2 separate regions of the Mus musculus genome follow, and region 1 is linked to region 2. The links are chromatin contacts, called in public Hi-C maps. All regions are on one chromosome and are shown on one strand. The core of a region is the stretch at or near the end of the contact, and the rest is flanking DNA. Distances in the headings are between cores, read along the strand shown.

The links. A called contact is a pair of places that touch in the nucleus more often than the background predicts.
Region 1: a Hi-C map of CD8 T cells shows a contact between it and region 2, with 2.4 times the contacts expected there. The contact joins the promoter of Dnajb6 here to the enhancer-like site in region 2. A contact is called at or near these places in 15 of 39 promoter capture datasets (the 3T3-L1 cell line, the C10 cell line, the HPC-7 cell line and 8 more), 17 of 484 Hi-C or Micro-C datasets (CD4 T cells, CD8 T cells, the G1E-ER4 cell line and 10 more), 2 of 115 datasets of contacts at active chromatin or transcription factors (CD8 T cells and bone marrow-derived macrophages) and 3 of 9 other capture datasets (adipose tissue, liver and pancreatic islet).

What each region holds. Positions count from the first base shown.
Region 1 is chr5:29,730,099-29,737,493 of GRCm38.p6, forward strand. Dnajb6 (DnaJ heat shock protein family (Hsp40) member B6) reads left to right here and starts at 5,800. Exons shown (of 8, transcript NM_011847.4): 1 at 5,800-6,018. It overlaps Gm5129 (predicted gene 5129), which reads right to left and starts at 5,838. Exons shown (of 1, transcript NR_028426.1): 1 at 5,236-5,838.
Region 2 is chr5:29,579,853-29,587,125 of GRCm38.p6, forward strand. All of the region lies in intron 1 of Ube3c (ubiquitin protein ligase E3C), which reads left to right. Among named protein-coding and RNA genes, the nearest start is that of Ube3c, 14 kb to the left of the region's middle. Within about 2 kb of position 2,574, at least 8 of the 459 cell types and tissues checked have an H3K27ac peak or open chromatin away from gene starts, as enhancers often do. A contact at or near this core is called in CD8 T cells, Th1 cells and regulatory T cells, where this site is marked.

The DNA of each region.
Region 1 (7,395 bases), core at 4,550-7,049, 150 kb after region 2:
AATCTCAGCACTTGGGAGGCAAAGGCAGGTGGATTTCTGAGTTCAAGGCCAGCCTGGTCTACAGAGGAAGTTCCAGGACAGCCAGGGCTACACAGAAAAACCCTGTCTCGAAAAACCAAACCAACCAACCAACCAAAAATAGAAATACCGCCGGGCATGATGGTACATGCCTTTAATCCCAGCACCCAGGAGGCAGAGGCAGGCAGAATTCTGAGTTCAAGGCCAGCCTGGTCTACAAAGCGAGTTCCAGGACAGCCAGGGCTATACAGAGAAACCCTGTCTCGAAAAACCACACACACACACACACACACACACACACACACACACACAATCCTACAAAAATAAACAATTAAAATATGTTGTTAGGTCCATCAGAGAACTCTCAGCTATAGGCTTCAACTACTATCTAATAGCATTTTTAAACCTTTGATTATTTCAGAATAGGGGTTAAATTAGGATATTCCAAAGGATTTTTTTTTTTTTTTTTTTTTTTTTTTTTTTTTTTGCTATTTATCACCATGTTAGGAATGTGACGGGGGGGGGGGGGGGAGTCAAGGAATGGCTATTTAGTGGACTAAAGAGAGCCTAAGATAAATTGTAATTAGGTTCTGGACTTGCAACTACTATCCACAGTCATTGAAGTTTTAATTAATCAGCCTTTGCAGGCACAGCTTCTTTGCAGGGATTCTCCTGCTATAAAAGGACACAAACTTATTAGGGATGATCCCTCCCCCCTCCCACATACCCTCTGATCTCAACTCTAGCAGAAGTCTTGCTTCTTGTCTCTGAGGAGAATTTGCACCAGGGCACAGGCAGAGCAAACTAATAATAAAGGTTTACTTCCGTGGATGAGAAAGCAAGAGTGGAAAGTCCTTTGAGTCTCCAGACGGAAGGCAGACAGGCTGGGCAACAAAAGCAGAAGCCTAGTTAGTGTGGTATCTGGGATCTTATGTCTTGGTCTACCATGTCTCCTCTGGGCTGTTCTCCTTCCTTGAACATTCAGAAGCTTTTCCAGAAGCTTCTTCCTCATTCATAGCTCAGGCTGTTACAGTCAGATGATTAACCACGAGGAAGCAGTTGACAGGGACTGTTTGTGGGACATTCCACAAGGTCTGAACTATCTTAGGATCCCGTCACATAGCACAGTGACTGGGAGCTTGAGAAGACTGAGACAGTGATAGCAGGTGAGGGAGGCTGGGAGATGGCTCAGCAGGGAAAGGTGGGGGTTGTGCAAGCCTACCCGATGACCTGGGTTGAATCTCAAGAACCAAGAAAAGGCTCCTCTGCAGTACACAGAGTGTGGGAGCAGCAGGATAGACCCTGCTTCAATAAGGTGAAAGAACACAAGAGACTCCTTCCCAAGGATACTGAGGCTCACAGAGGCAAGCATGAAGGAACACACACACACACACACACACACACACACCAAAAAACATAGACAAAGCAAACCAAAAGAACAGCTGGGCATGGTGTCCCATCCTTTAAGTTTGAATGAATCCAAGACTAGGGAGGCAGAAGCAGGTGGGTCACCATTAGTGAGTCAAGCTAGCCATGGCTTCATAGTAAGACCTTGTTTCAAAACAATAAAACTAGGGCTAAGGTGATGCCAGGTGACTGGTGCTGCCTATGAAGTGAAGCCTTTAATTTTAGGACTTCAGAGGCAGAGACAGGTGGATCTCTGCAAATTCAAGGCTACAGAGTGAGCCAGGCATGGTGGCGCATGCCTTTGATCCCAGCACTTGGGAGGCAGAGGCAGGCGGATTTCTGAGTTCAAGGCCAGCCTGGTCTACAAAGTGAGTTCCAGGACAGCCAGGGCTATACAGAGAAACCCTGTCTCGAAAAACAAACAAACAAACAAACAAACAAACAGGCTACAGAGTGAGACCCTGTCTCAAAACAAAAGAAAAAAGAAAAAGAGAAAGAGCAAGCAAGCAAGCAACCTGGGTGTTAAGTGGTTCGTGCCTGTAATCCTAACACCTGACAGGCAGAAGAGGCCCGTGCAGAAACACTGCTGTGAGTTTCTGCACATACTACAGGGCAAGACCCTGCCTGGAAAAAAGGTTCTTAATAGCTATGCTTGGTGAGACTCCTGCAATCTCAGCACTTGAGAGTTGAAGGCAGGAACATCAGGAAATGGTCTTCTGGCTACATAGGGAGTCTGCAGCTTCCCTGAGAAACATTGTCTAGGAAGGAAGGAAGGAAGGAAGGAAGGAAGGAAGGAAGGAAGGAAGGAAGGAAGGAAGGGAAAACATAGAAGGGGTATTCTACCAGGCAGTAGCTAAACAACGTTTTTTGAAACACTTGAACACTGAACTTTGAAACAGCTTGGATCACTGAATAGCTTTGATTTCTTTCTGTAAGCCTTAGAGCATGGGATTTTTCTATTCACTGGCCTGGTTGGAGCCAAAAGCCCAGTTTTCAGGAAGAGCTGGTTTGCTTGGAGCTCTGTCACAAGTGTGTTTCACTTTGGGGCATTTCCTATGAGTGACTGATTTACTCTTTTGGTGTCCTATGCAGGAGCTCAATACAAAGAACTTTATTAAATCTAGAGCAGCTGCCGGGCAGTGGTGGCGCACGCCAGCACTTGGGAGGCAGAGACAGGCAGATTTCTGAGTTTGAGGCCAGCCTGGTCTACAAAGTGAGTTCCAGGACAGCCAGGGCTACACAGAGAAACCCTGTCTCGAAAAACAAAAACAAAAACAAACAAACAAACAAAAAATCTAGAGCAGCTAAATTACAGAGGAACCACCCCTGTTCCTAAGTTATATGATAAATGCTTGGAGGGAAAATATAACATTTGCATCCTACTCTGTTTTCTTTTTCTCTCTTCCTTTTTGGGGGGGGGGGTTGGGGGGGGTGAGGTAGGAGAATTTTTTGGTTTGTTTGTTATCCAAGATAACCAGCCTGCCAAGATTCCACAAATCTATCCTACTTGTAAAACTTTGCAGCACATCTTTTAATCTCCCCAACCTGGTAAAATTTTGTTTGTACAAAAGCACCACTGCCTTTCTGGAACCTGTTGGCCTCCCATGTCTTTTTCCTTTCTTTGCACCAACTCTTTAAAAACTAGCCAGCTGCCGGGCGTGGTGGCACACGCCTTTAATCCCAGCATTCGAGAGGCAGAGGCAGGTGAATTTCTGAGTTTGAGGCCAGCCTGGTCTACAGAGTGAGTTCCAGGACAGCCAGGAGTACACAGAGAAACCCTGTCTCAAAAAAAAAAAAAAAACCAAAAAATCAAAAACCAACCAAACAACAACCCCCCCCCCCCCAAAAAAAAAAGGAAAAAAAAAAAAAACCCTAGCCAGCCACAAGACTGAGGTCAGATTGTCCCAGCCAAAGGGAAAAAGATACAAATCTGAACTTGTGTTATGCTTGCTAGCTTAGTTTGGGTCATGGCACACTATTCTGCAAAGAGAAATTAACTCTGTTTGTGTGTCTTTGTTGTCACTGAGAAAAATGTCTTCAAGAGATTGAACCCAGGAGCTGGTGCACACAAGGCTTGTCTGGAGCCCTGGCTTATACTCCCAGATCCATGAACACTTTTTTTCCAAATTGTTCAGTCAAGGGGTGTTGAATATGGTGGCTCTTACCTGTAATTTCTAATTTCTGGAGGTTAAGGCAAGAAGATTATCTCAAGGTTGTTGCCAGTGAGGTCTACACAAACAAGACAGTAAGACTTTGCCTCAAAAAAAAAAACAAAACAAAACAAAAAAAAAAAAAACAAAAATCAAAAACCAAAAAACAAAACAAAAAACCAGGAAATGGAAGTGATGCCTGAGGATTTCTTTTCAGAGACCTATATTTTTTTTTTCATTTTTTTTTCCGCTTTTTTTAAAAACAGAAGTCTCATTCTATATATTCTGTAGTCTTGGATGAACTGACCTCACAGAGATCCTCCACCTCTACCTCCCAAATTCTGGGATTAATAAGGTGTTCATTGGGGCTGGAGAGATGACTCAGTGGTTAAGAGCACCAACTGCTCTTCCAAAGGTCCTGAGTTCAAATCCCAGCAACCACATGGTGCCTCACAACCAACCGTAATGAGATCTGATGCCCTCTTCTGGTGCATCTGAAAACACCTACAGTGTACTTAGATATAATAATAAACAAACAAACAAACAAGGTGTTCATTCCCAGCCCCCAAAAGACTTTAATATAGATTTAATATCATGGGTCTTTTGAAAGCTCTGGGGAAAGATAAAACTAGGTCTACATGCAAACATGCACATGTCTGGAGTGAATCACATCCCCTGGAGCTGGAGTACTAGGCAGTTGTGGATCACCTGATATGGGTGTTGGGAATTGAACTCAGATCCTCTAGAAAGAGCAACTAATGTTTTTTACTGAGTCATCTCCTCAGACCCTGTGTTAGAATTCTTTTTTTTTTTTTTTTTTTTTTTTCTGAGACAGGGTTTCTCTGTGCAGCCCTGGCTGTCCTGGAACTCACTCTGTAGACCAGGCTGGCCTGGAACTCAGAAATCTGCCTGTCTCTGCCTCCCAAGTGCTGGGATTAAAGGCATTTGCCACCACTGCCCTGCGTGTTAGAATTCTTAAATGTCATGTGGCAAGAGGCTTCAGCCAGACTCTGAGGCGAGGGGACTCCTTTCCCTATTCTCTACCTTATAACTGGCTTTGTCTTTCGGCGCTGCTTCAATAGAAAGCTTGGGTTGCTGGGCTGTCAGCCCTGGAGTATGCAAGCACACACACCTTCCACTCGTCACTAGGCCAGACTCCTTGATTCCTGCCATTGAGGGTGGTAGTGGGTAAGATTGAGAGCAGAAAGGTGGAAGGAGAGGTGGAGGAAGGTAAAGGAAAGGGCGGGAACTTTTGTGCTTAGTTTTCATTTCAGTCTTGGACAGCCATCTTGTAGGGCTGAAAGTCAATTAGAAAAGAGATCTGGCCAAATTCTATGTTTCACAAAAGGGGAAGTGTAGTGTTTGGGAACCTTGGGGGCAGAACAGAAGCAAGGAGACAAGGAGCCATTCTGGAGGGTTCTATCTGGAGTTGAGTATATCCTACATGTGAGGGAGCATCCAAGGATCTGTGACTTCAGATCATGGGTCTCCACATCTTCTGTGCTTGTCCTTCTCAGGCGTTGAGAAGGTGGGCGTCCAACCATAACATTCTGAGATCAATATGTTCTCTTTCATTCTTACTTTCCAGTGCAGTGTTAGCTAACCTTTTGAAACTTACTGGGCAAGATGAAAAACTACTCATCCTATGGGTGTAAGTGGGGGTGGGGTGAGGATTTAAATGTCTATTTATTTATACAGGAGCTTATTGATTTATTGAGACAGGAGCTTATTGTGGGATCTGATGTCCTTCTCGGGTGTGTCCGAAGACAGTACATTCACATACAAAAAGTAAATACATCTTTAAAATAACCGTGTTTGAAATCTAGACCCTGGATTCAGCACTGCGAGTTGGTAATGATGAGGCCTCTCACGGTTCACTCTAAGTCGGGCCTGCTTGTTGGGTCGGCCGAACCTCGGGACCACAATTCTCCAAGTCCATAGGAGTGTGAGTCATACTACGCTATCAGGTCCTTATCTCCGAATCCACTGTGTCAGAGGCTGTGAGCGTCCTTCCTCCCAGCCTGCTTCCGGGCAAACGCAGGCTCCTTGGTTCGGCTACAGTCGCCTCAGGCTTTAGAGCCCTCCAGGCACAGAGCTTGCGCAAGGGGACGCTTCCCGCCCTATTCAGCCACCTTCGCCTATGTAAACCCTCCAGAATCCCACCGTCCTCAGCTCCGAGAATCTTCCGGAACGCTAGACCAGCGCTATCAAGTCCGACGCGCACGGAGGCTGCTGCGCACGTTAGCTTCAGGGCCGGGCGGAAGTCGACGTCGCCGGGCCGCGCCGCCACCGCGTGACGCACTTCCTGTTTGTTGTTGGAGAAAAGAAGAGAAAGGAAAGCGCGAGGAGACGCCGCCGCCGCCACCGCCACCAGCGCAGCTGTGCCACAGCCGCGAGGAGACCGGCCGCCTGACTTCCCTCCTCGCTGGCCGCCGTGTCCTCGGTGAGGGTCCGCGAGCCGCGGCGAAAAGCAGGGTTGACTACGGCGGGAGGGGAAGGCCTGCGAATGGGCTAACCCGCTTGGCTCCCGGAATACGGGTGCAGGAACCGGGTCGACAGTGGGGCCGGTACTGCTCACAAGGCCGAACGGGTTCCAGTCTAGGCTGTAGTCTTGTGTCTAGGTCTGGGGCTTAAGGTGTTCCTGGTCTGGGCCGGTTGTAGATTGGGTCTGTGGAGAGCGTTTGCCGTTCTTGGTCAGGCCTAGCTCGGGGCTTAGCTGCGGTCCGCTTCCCTAGTTCTCTGGTCGAAGGTGGCGGTTGGGTCCGGCACGCGCTAGGTCGGCCGCAGAGCTCCAGGAGTAGGCAAGGCTGGTGTCACCCAGTCCTGGCGTCCTCACTGCATTCTGCAAGCAAGGGGTCAGGTGGCCTGCGAAGAGCAGGACTCCCATGGAAGGCGCAATCACCGGCCCAGGCCTCCAGGCAGCGAAGGGGGCCGGGTGGGAAGGCCAAGGCGGTTTCCAGGGACTGTTGGGAAGTTTGCTAGGCGACCCGCCTGGCTCAGCTTACTTTTAAAACTAGTTTGATGTTGGCCTCGAAGGTTGCTTTGCTGTGGTTTACGTAACAAAGTTTATGTAACTGGAGTTTACACTAAGTCTTAATTTACTTCGGTTGTGTTGACAAGGAACTCTGCACTGCAAACTAAAAGGTCTTAAAAACTTTGGAGATGGAGTTTTTTTTTTTTTTTTTAAACAGGAGGGGTTTGTCAAGTTTTAAAAGCTTTGTTACCGAAGAAGTTGTATGTGAACCGTTGAAAGGGAATGGTGGGGATGGTCCCACCTTCTAAGGTGGGGAGTGCCTGCCCAGTGCAGCCACTTTGGTTTTTTTGTAACGTCTTTATTTGAACCTTAGATTTGTGGTTAGGGTTTACGCATTCTAGGCCGTAGAATCTCAGGACGCTCAGCTTGCTAGGGAAGTGATACCAACTTTAAGGCAACTGTTTTAGTAGAAATATTGGACATAAAAGCCAGAGGAGGGAACAACCTAAAGAACAAGCGCCCTGATATTTGAACTTAGTCTGTTCTTGTTTGTAAAGTAAACCCCACAGTAGACTTACTGATTCCTGGAAGGACTCCTTTGTTGTACTTTGGGATATCGCCACCACAGGCCGAATTGCCCTCCGGTGTGTGATTACGGTGTCATCAGTACACACACTTGGGTGGAGCTTTGGAATTAGGAAGAACATGAAAGAAATATGGGAAGAAATGCTGCCTTTTGTAGGTATGGTTGACTTGGAAGTTTCAGTCTTCTCTTCACTCTTGCCCAGGCAGACCATGCCTGTCTTTTTGTTTGTTTGTTTGTTTGTTTTTGAGACAGGGTTTCTC
Region 2 (7,273 bases), core at 1,324-3,823:
TCAAAAGTACCCTGGGAACTGTGGCTTAGTTGTGTACCGTTTGTTTTTGAGAAAAGTCTCATTGTATACCCCGACTGATCTGGAACTCCATATATATCAGGCCCACCTCTGTCTCACAAGTGCTGGACCTAAAGACATGAATTGTCATGACATGAAGTCATAATATTTACATTTTATTTTGTGTGACTGGATGTTTTGCCTGTGTATGTCTGGTACTAAGAAGAGAACGTTCGATCCCCTGAAACTGGAGATGTATTATTGTGAGATAACTGGGTGGGTGCTGAGAACTGAACCAGATTACCCTTGAAGAGTAGCCAGTGCTCTTTACCACTGAGCCTTTTCTCTAGTCCCTGAAATTATAATTGTTGATAATGAGGATTATTGATACTATCATGAACCTTCCTTGTTTTAAACATATTTCCAGGCCTAGGGAGATAGCTCAAGTAGGGGTCAGTGAAGTGCACAAGTGTGAAAACATTAGTTTGGATCCCTAGAATACACGTAAAAATTGGGTATGGTAGTGGGTGTATGTGCAGAGAACATGGAACTGTAAAGTGCTCACCAGTTGGGGTGTCAACACAAGATTTGTTTTCTGAATTGAATATGTTGCATTTATTCACACAAACACTCCTTAATAATATCATGCTAATATAAAAGTTAAACAGGCAGAGATGCTGCTGCAGGGTCCCCTGGAGAATCTTCTCTGGTGAGGATGCTTCAGAAACTTGGAAGCTTATCCAACTTCCTCCATAAAGTACTTTTAGTTGTAGAGAGCTGGGAAGGTGGCACCGGTGGAGGTCCCAGGAGGTCTTTGTAAGTATAAACCAACAATTAGCTCTGTTGGACAGGCCTGTGTGGGCCCAGCCACAGAGCCAGAAGTTCAATGGTCACTGAGGCCCGGACTGCTCACAAAGTCTCCAGTTCTCTTGCTGATGGGTATCAATACACATGCTAGCAAAGCTGTGTCTCAAGAGTATGGCTAGAGACCATTACCAAGTCACACAAAAAGGTATTTAAGTTATTTGTTCCTTGTAGCATGCCTGTAACTAACTGTCTTAGGGTTTTACTGCTCTGAACAGACACCATGACCAAGGCAACTTTTGTAAGGACATTTAAATGGGGCTGGCTTACAGGTTTAGAGCAATCCATTATCATCAAGGCAGGATCATGGCAGTGTCCAGGCAGGCATGGTGCCGGAGGAGCTGAACGTTCTACATCTTCATCTGAAGGACTTCTAGGAGAAAACTGGCACCCAATTGGTTAGGAGGAGGGTCTTAAAGCCCAGGCCCACAGTGATACACTTCCTCCAACAAGGCCATACCTCCAAATAGTGCTACTCCCTGGCCAAGCATATTCAAACTACCACACTAACCCTAGTAATGCTAACAGAAAGGACAGGTGAATCCACAGGACTAGTTGACTTAGCCCGACCATCAAAGTAGGGAGCTCTGTGTTCAGTGAGAGCCTGTCTCAGAAAAAAAAATGTAGATACCCAAAATTGACCTGGCCCACCATAAGTGCATGCACCGGAGAGCACACTTGCATGCATTCTCACAAATATATCCTATACACATTTCTAGTGTTTGTTAATGGTCTTCAAAGTGTGAGGTTGTGCATGTTGTGGTATTCATGTGGAATAAAGAGGACATCTTGGAAGTAGAAATAAAGCTAATAAATTCAAGAGAGTAGTGAAAGTATGATAGTGCATGACAGTACTTGAGAGATAGAGGCAAGAGTATCTCTGAATTTAAAATAATAAATAATTACCAGATGGTGGTGGCAGCATGCACTTTTAATCCCAGCCCTTGGGAGGTAGAGGAAGGCGGATGAGTTGAGGTCAGCCTTGTATACAGGGTTACATAGAGAACCCTTGACTCAAAAATAAAAATAAGTCCAATAAAAGATTTAAAAGCAAGAAAATAACTAGTTTACATGGGCAATAAATCAAACAGTGGAAAATAAACAAAATTGTCCACTTTTCTTTTCACTCTGTCCTTTCCTTCCCTCCCAGATTTTATTTCTCTTTTTCAGACTTGGCTTCTGGACTTTCCACAGCCTCCCACGGCTGTCCTCTGTGTGTATCATGTAGGTGCCTACATTCCTCTCCTTGTTGAAAGCAGTCTAATGCTCCTTAATCCCAGTACCTGTCTTTTTCCCTTAATAATCCAGCTGGGAGAAGGGTAAGGCAGGCAGATCCACTGCATTGTTGAGTGACTCTGGGACTGGCTTTAGTACCGTGTTCTCTCTCACTGCTGATAGTTTAAATGGCTGTTAAAGTTGCTTTCAAGATTGAGTGGTTTAGGTTCTTTTGTTTGTTTTTTGAGACAGGTCTCACTGAGAAGTCCTGGCTAATCTGAAACTTGATTGTCTCTATACCCAGATTGTTTTAGCCACCCTCCTATCAACTGCTTTCCAAATGATGACATTAGAGATGTGCACCACCATACCGGGCAGTATTTTCCCCCTCTCTTATTCAAATAACACTTAAAAGAATATTCTTGTGACTATCATTACCATCTATAGATTAAATTCCTGAAAATGAAACTTCTAAGTGCAAGTTTTGGATTGAGTAAGTGTTTCTAAGTTATCTCTGAGGAAGTTATGTCAGTGTATGAAAGATCTTGTTCTTCTACGTGCCCTACACATTGCATTAGTTAACATTATATATATCCCAAATACACGTTAGAAATAAATTCAGCATCACAAAGAAAGAGACCACCATTCTTACTGAAGTGTCTGGATGAAGTAAACACGTTACTTGGACCAAGAGGATGTGCTCTGTAAGAGCAAATACACACCAAGATGGGACATGGATTTGGTTTTTATACTAAGGAAATTTGCAACTTTATTTTCCCAGTTGGCTAGAGTCTACCTCACAATCTTATTCAATTGTCTGAATAATCTGAAAGAATTGGTGCATAGGAAATGGAGGAAGTAGGGAAGGAATCAAATTCCTAGAATCGAGCACTGGGTCTTTGAGTAAACAGGGTTTTACTGGATGGGGAAGATTCAAATATTTCCAAGTCTTATAAGGTAGAGGAGACAAAAAGATCTTAATTCCTTGTCCTACGCACAAGTTTTATAGTATTAGAAAAGACTCATATTTGATATTTCTTTCACATATAGAAATAAGAAATCCTTATTTATAATTTTTCACTTTTTTTTTTCTTAACTGGAATTGAACTTCTTGTGATTAGAAGATATATTTTCTGTGAGGTACATATACTTTTGCTGATTTTTCTCTTTGGTTGTTGCTTTTCATATTATTACTGAATGCTATAACAGGTCATTTTTGTGCTGTTTCAAATATTTGTTCCCACTTTGTGATTTGTCTTGGATATTGGCTATGATGGTTTGCTTTGTAAAAAATTTGAATTTTGTGATCAAATTTACATGTCTAAGCTAAGCTTTGCAGCTGTTTTAGAGAATGTCATCCTTGATGTTGAGATTTAATTAAATTAAATTTATTTTTGAGATTTTAACAAAAACTCAGTAAGTGTGGTTCAGTGATGCAGCTACAGGATGGAGCTGCAAAACTCATGTTATTTTGCAGATTCTGATCCGAATTCCTGTCTGCCTTGTAGGCTGGTTCATTTTCAGCCTCATGGTAAAACTGCACTTTTACTAGTATGAGTCACATTGGAAATTAAAGTCATGCCTGTGCTTTTTATTCCTGTTAACTACTGAACCTGATAACCAGTTAGATACTAAAGGAAAATTTATAAAATCTGAAGGTGAAAATGGTTATATAAACAAAGGTATTGATAATGAGTAGAATAGTTGGTATATCTCTATCACATTTCTGACTCTTTGGAAACATCTTTTAGTCTTTACTATAAACTTGATAGCTACAAAGGAAAAACATAAAAAAACAAGTAGATTGAGCTTTTTGAGGTTTTTTTTGTTTGTTTGTTTTTTGTGTTTGTTTGTTTGTTTGTTTTGGGGGGTTTTTCATTTTTTTTTTGTTTTTTGTTTTTTGTTTTGCAGTGGCTAAGAGAATGAACTTGTCCTATTATGTACCCCAATTCCAGGGAAAACCACCGTCACAGTTTTGAGATCCAAGATCTCTTGGATCCTGTTGATCTGTAAAGCTATGGCTGCAAAATTACTAATTGGGTAACCTGCTGCCACAGTTAGGTTTGGAAGTAATGATTTGTGACAAAGCAAACAAGATATTGAACAAGATTTTTTCCTCCCTGATGACACAGTTGTGTATACAGATAGGTAGATTGAGAACCAGATTGTGGAGCCACTGTTCTCCAGGGCAGACAGTTGATCTGTTCTCTTGGAAGGAACATCCTGTTATAGGCTGGACTGATGGCTCCTTTACTGAATAACCAAGGCTGTGAAGCCATTTCTAAATCCCTAAACTAGAGGAAATCCTTTGCTGTCTATTGACATGACTAAAGCATTGTGTGACAGGAAAGGCAAAGGTAATATGCTGGCTTAAACAAAAGGGTATGTGGTCTTTTGTGCTCTAGTGCTGGAAACTATCCAAAATAAATTTGCTTCCTTCTGTAGGCAGCATTCCTGATCTCTGTGCAGGAACATTTAACAGTGTCAGTGCATGGAGTGTCAGTGCATGGAGTGTCCACTTTGGTTAAAGCAGATGACCGCTCCAGGCTTGTGAAGGCAGGCACCTGCTTCTCTTCACACTGGAAGCTGCCAGAGCCCTTCTTTGTTCAGGAGGATGCCAGGTTTCAGGACTGTAGGGGTTTGTCTGGTTTTGTTTTAGTTTTATTTCTAATCCTTCTATCTCCCAAGTGTGGTGTTACAGTTTGGGAGCTGGGGTGGGGTGTGACAGCTCAATTGAAAAAGTGCTTCCCATATAAAAATGAGGGCCTGAATTTGATCCTCAGTCATGATGGCAATGAATGAGCGTGCAATCCCAGTACAGTGAGGTAAAGATTGACTGATCCCTGGGACTTGGTGGCTGCCAGCCTAGCCAAATAAGGGAGCTCCAGGTCCTACTGGGAGACCTTTAATCTATAGAGGCAGGTAGATTGCTGCGAATTCAATGTGATCTTGGTCTGTCTCAAAACAAAAACAAAACAAGCAACCAACCACACAGACAACAACAAAAAAACCCAAGCTGGACAACTCCTATAGAATGATAACTCATACAACCCTTATTGATATTTAATTAATTAAAAATGATTTACCGGGTGTGGTAGTGTTTATTTTTTATCCCAGCACTCAGGGGGCAAAAGCAGGTGGATCTCTGTGAGTTTAGGCCAGCCAGGCCTACATAGAAGAAAATCCTGTCTCAAAAAAAAACAAAATTTACATTTCCCTGGTGATAAAGGATGTTGAACAGTTTTTCAGGTGCTTCTCAGCCATTCGGTATTTCTCAGTTGAGAATTCTTTGTTTAGCTCTGTATCCCATTTTTTAATGGGGTTATTTGAATTTCTGGAGTCCAGCTTCTTGAGCTCTTTGTATATATTGGGTATTAGTCCCCTATCAGATTTAAGATTGGTAAAAATCCTTTCCCAATCTGTTTGTGGCCTTTTTGTCTTATTGACAGTGTCTTTTTCCTTACAGAAGCTTTGTAATGTTATGAGGTCCCATTTGTCAATTCTTGATCTTACAGCACAAGCCATTGCTGTTCTGTTTAGGAATTTTTCCCCTGTGCCCATATCTTCAAGGCTTTTCTCTACTTTCTCCTCTATAAATTTCAGTGTCTTTGATCCACTTAGACTTGAGCTTTGTACACGGAGATAAGAATGGATCAATTCGCATTCTTCTACATGATAACTGCCAGTTAATGCCTGTACCATTTGTTGATGCCAGTGCCTGGCAAATACAGAAGTGGATGCTCACAGTCATAGGATGGAACACAGGGCCCCCCCATGGAGGAGCTAGAGAAAGTACCCAAGGAGCTGAAGGGGTCTGTAACCCTATAGATGGAACAACAATATGAACTAACTAGTATCCCCAGAGCTCTTGTCTCTAGCTGTATATGTATCAGAAGATGGCCTAGTCGGCCATCATTGGGAAGAGAGGTCCCTTGGTCTTGCAAACTTTATATGCCCCAGTACAGGGGAACACCAGGGTGAAGAAGTGGGAGTGGGTAGGTAGGGGAACAGGGCAGGGGGAAGGTGTAGGGAACTTTCAGGATAGCATTTGAAATGTAAATAAAGAAAATATCTAATAAAAGAAAAAAAGAAAGAAAAGAAAAAAAAGAATTTCACTAAATTAGAAAACCTCTAAAAAAACAAAGTTAATAATTAAGTTTATTTTGGTAGTACTGGAATTTGAACTGGGGCTTAATACATGTTATAATGGCAGTAAGATATATATCTCCAGCTGGCCCCACCAAACTTTTTTTTTTTTTTTTTAAAGATGAATTCTACTAAGTTACCCAGGCTTGCCTTGAATTTACCCTCTTGAGTAGCTCAGATTATGGGCCGTTGTCTGGTTTAAAATGTAATTTTAAAAGTAATGTATTTTGTTCAATGTGTTTATTACAAGTGTACATATTTCACCATAGAGATATAAGGCCTTTTCAAATAAATGCATGTACTTTGTCTTGGTAAGACTACCAGAATAGTCACATTGTGTCTTCTGGGTTGTTCTAAGCTGGAATTGATGGCCTGCTGTGTCTATTGAGTAGTTGTAGTGAAGGCTGTATTCCCCCCCACCACCCCCGCCATTAGTTATTTTTATAAGTATGGAGTCATGGTAATAGACCTGGATCTATGAATTAAAATATAATGGCTATTATTGTATAATGTCACTTGAAGCATGAGAGAATGTTGGAAACTAAAGCTGGTAGACATGATTAATACATACATTCAAGACAGGAATCGTTAAGGACGAGTGTTGGTAGGGGGAAACCAAGTGCTATGAGGGATGTTGAGTGTGATTTGAGAGCAGATAAAGTCCACTAGTCAAAAGCTTGTGGCTTTAATGCTGAACTTGTGAGAGTCTGTTGAGAGTCTGGTTGTATAGAAAAGTGGAAAAGGCATATTCAGATTAGGGAGCTCAGTTTGAAAAAGAACAGCTTTTGATAGCTATACTATTTTTCTAGCTTTTCTTTGTCTAAAGAGTTTAAAATGCCAATTTCAAAGCAACTTTTAGTAAAATTGGGGAATCCTTTAGTGAGTTTAAAGCAAATTGTATGGCTTTTGGACGTGTAGTAGATAAAGGCTTCTATTTGAAGTTTTCTGTGATGAAACTATAGTTTCCTTTAGCTTTATATATTGATGGAGAAGCTTAGTTCTATATAATGTGTTTGTATGTCATCATATATGCTGACTTTACAGTGCTTGT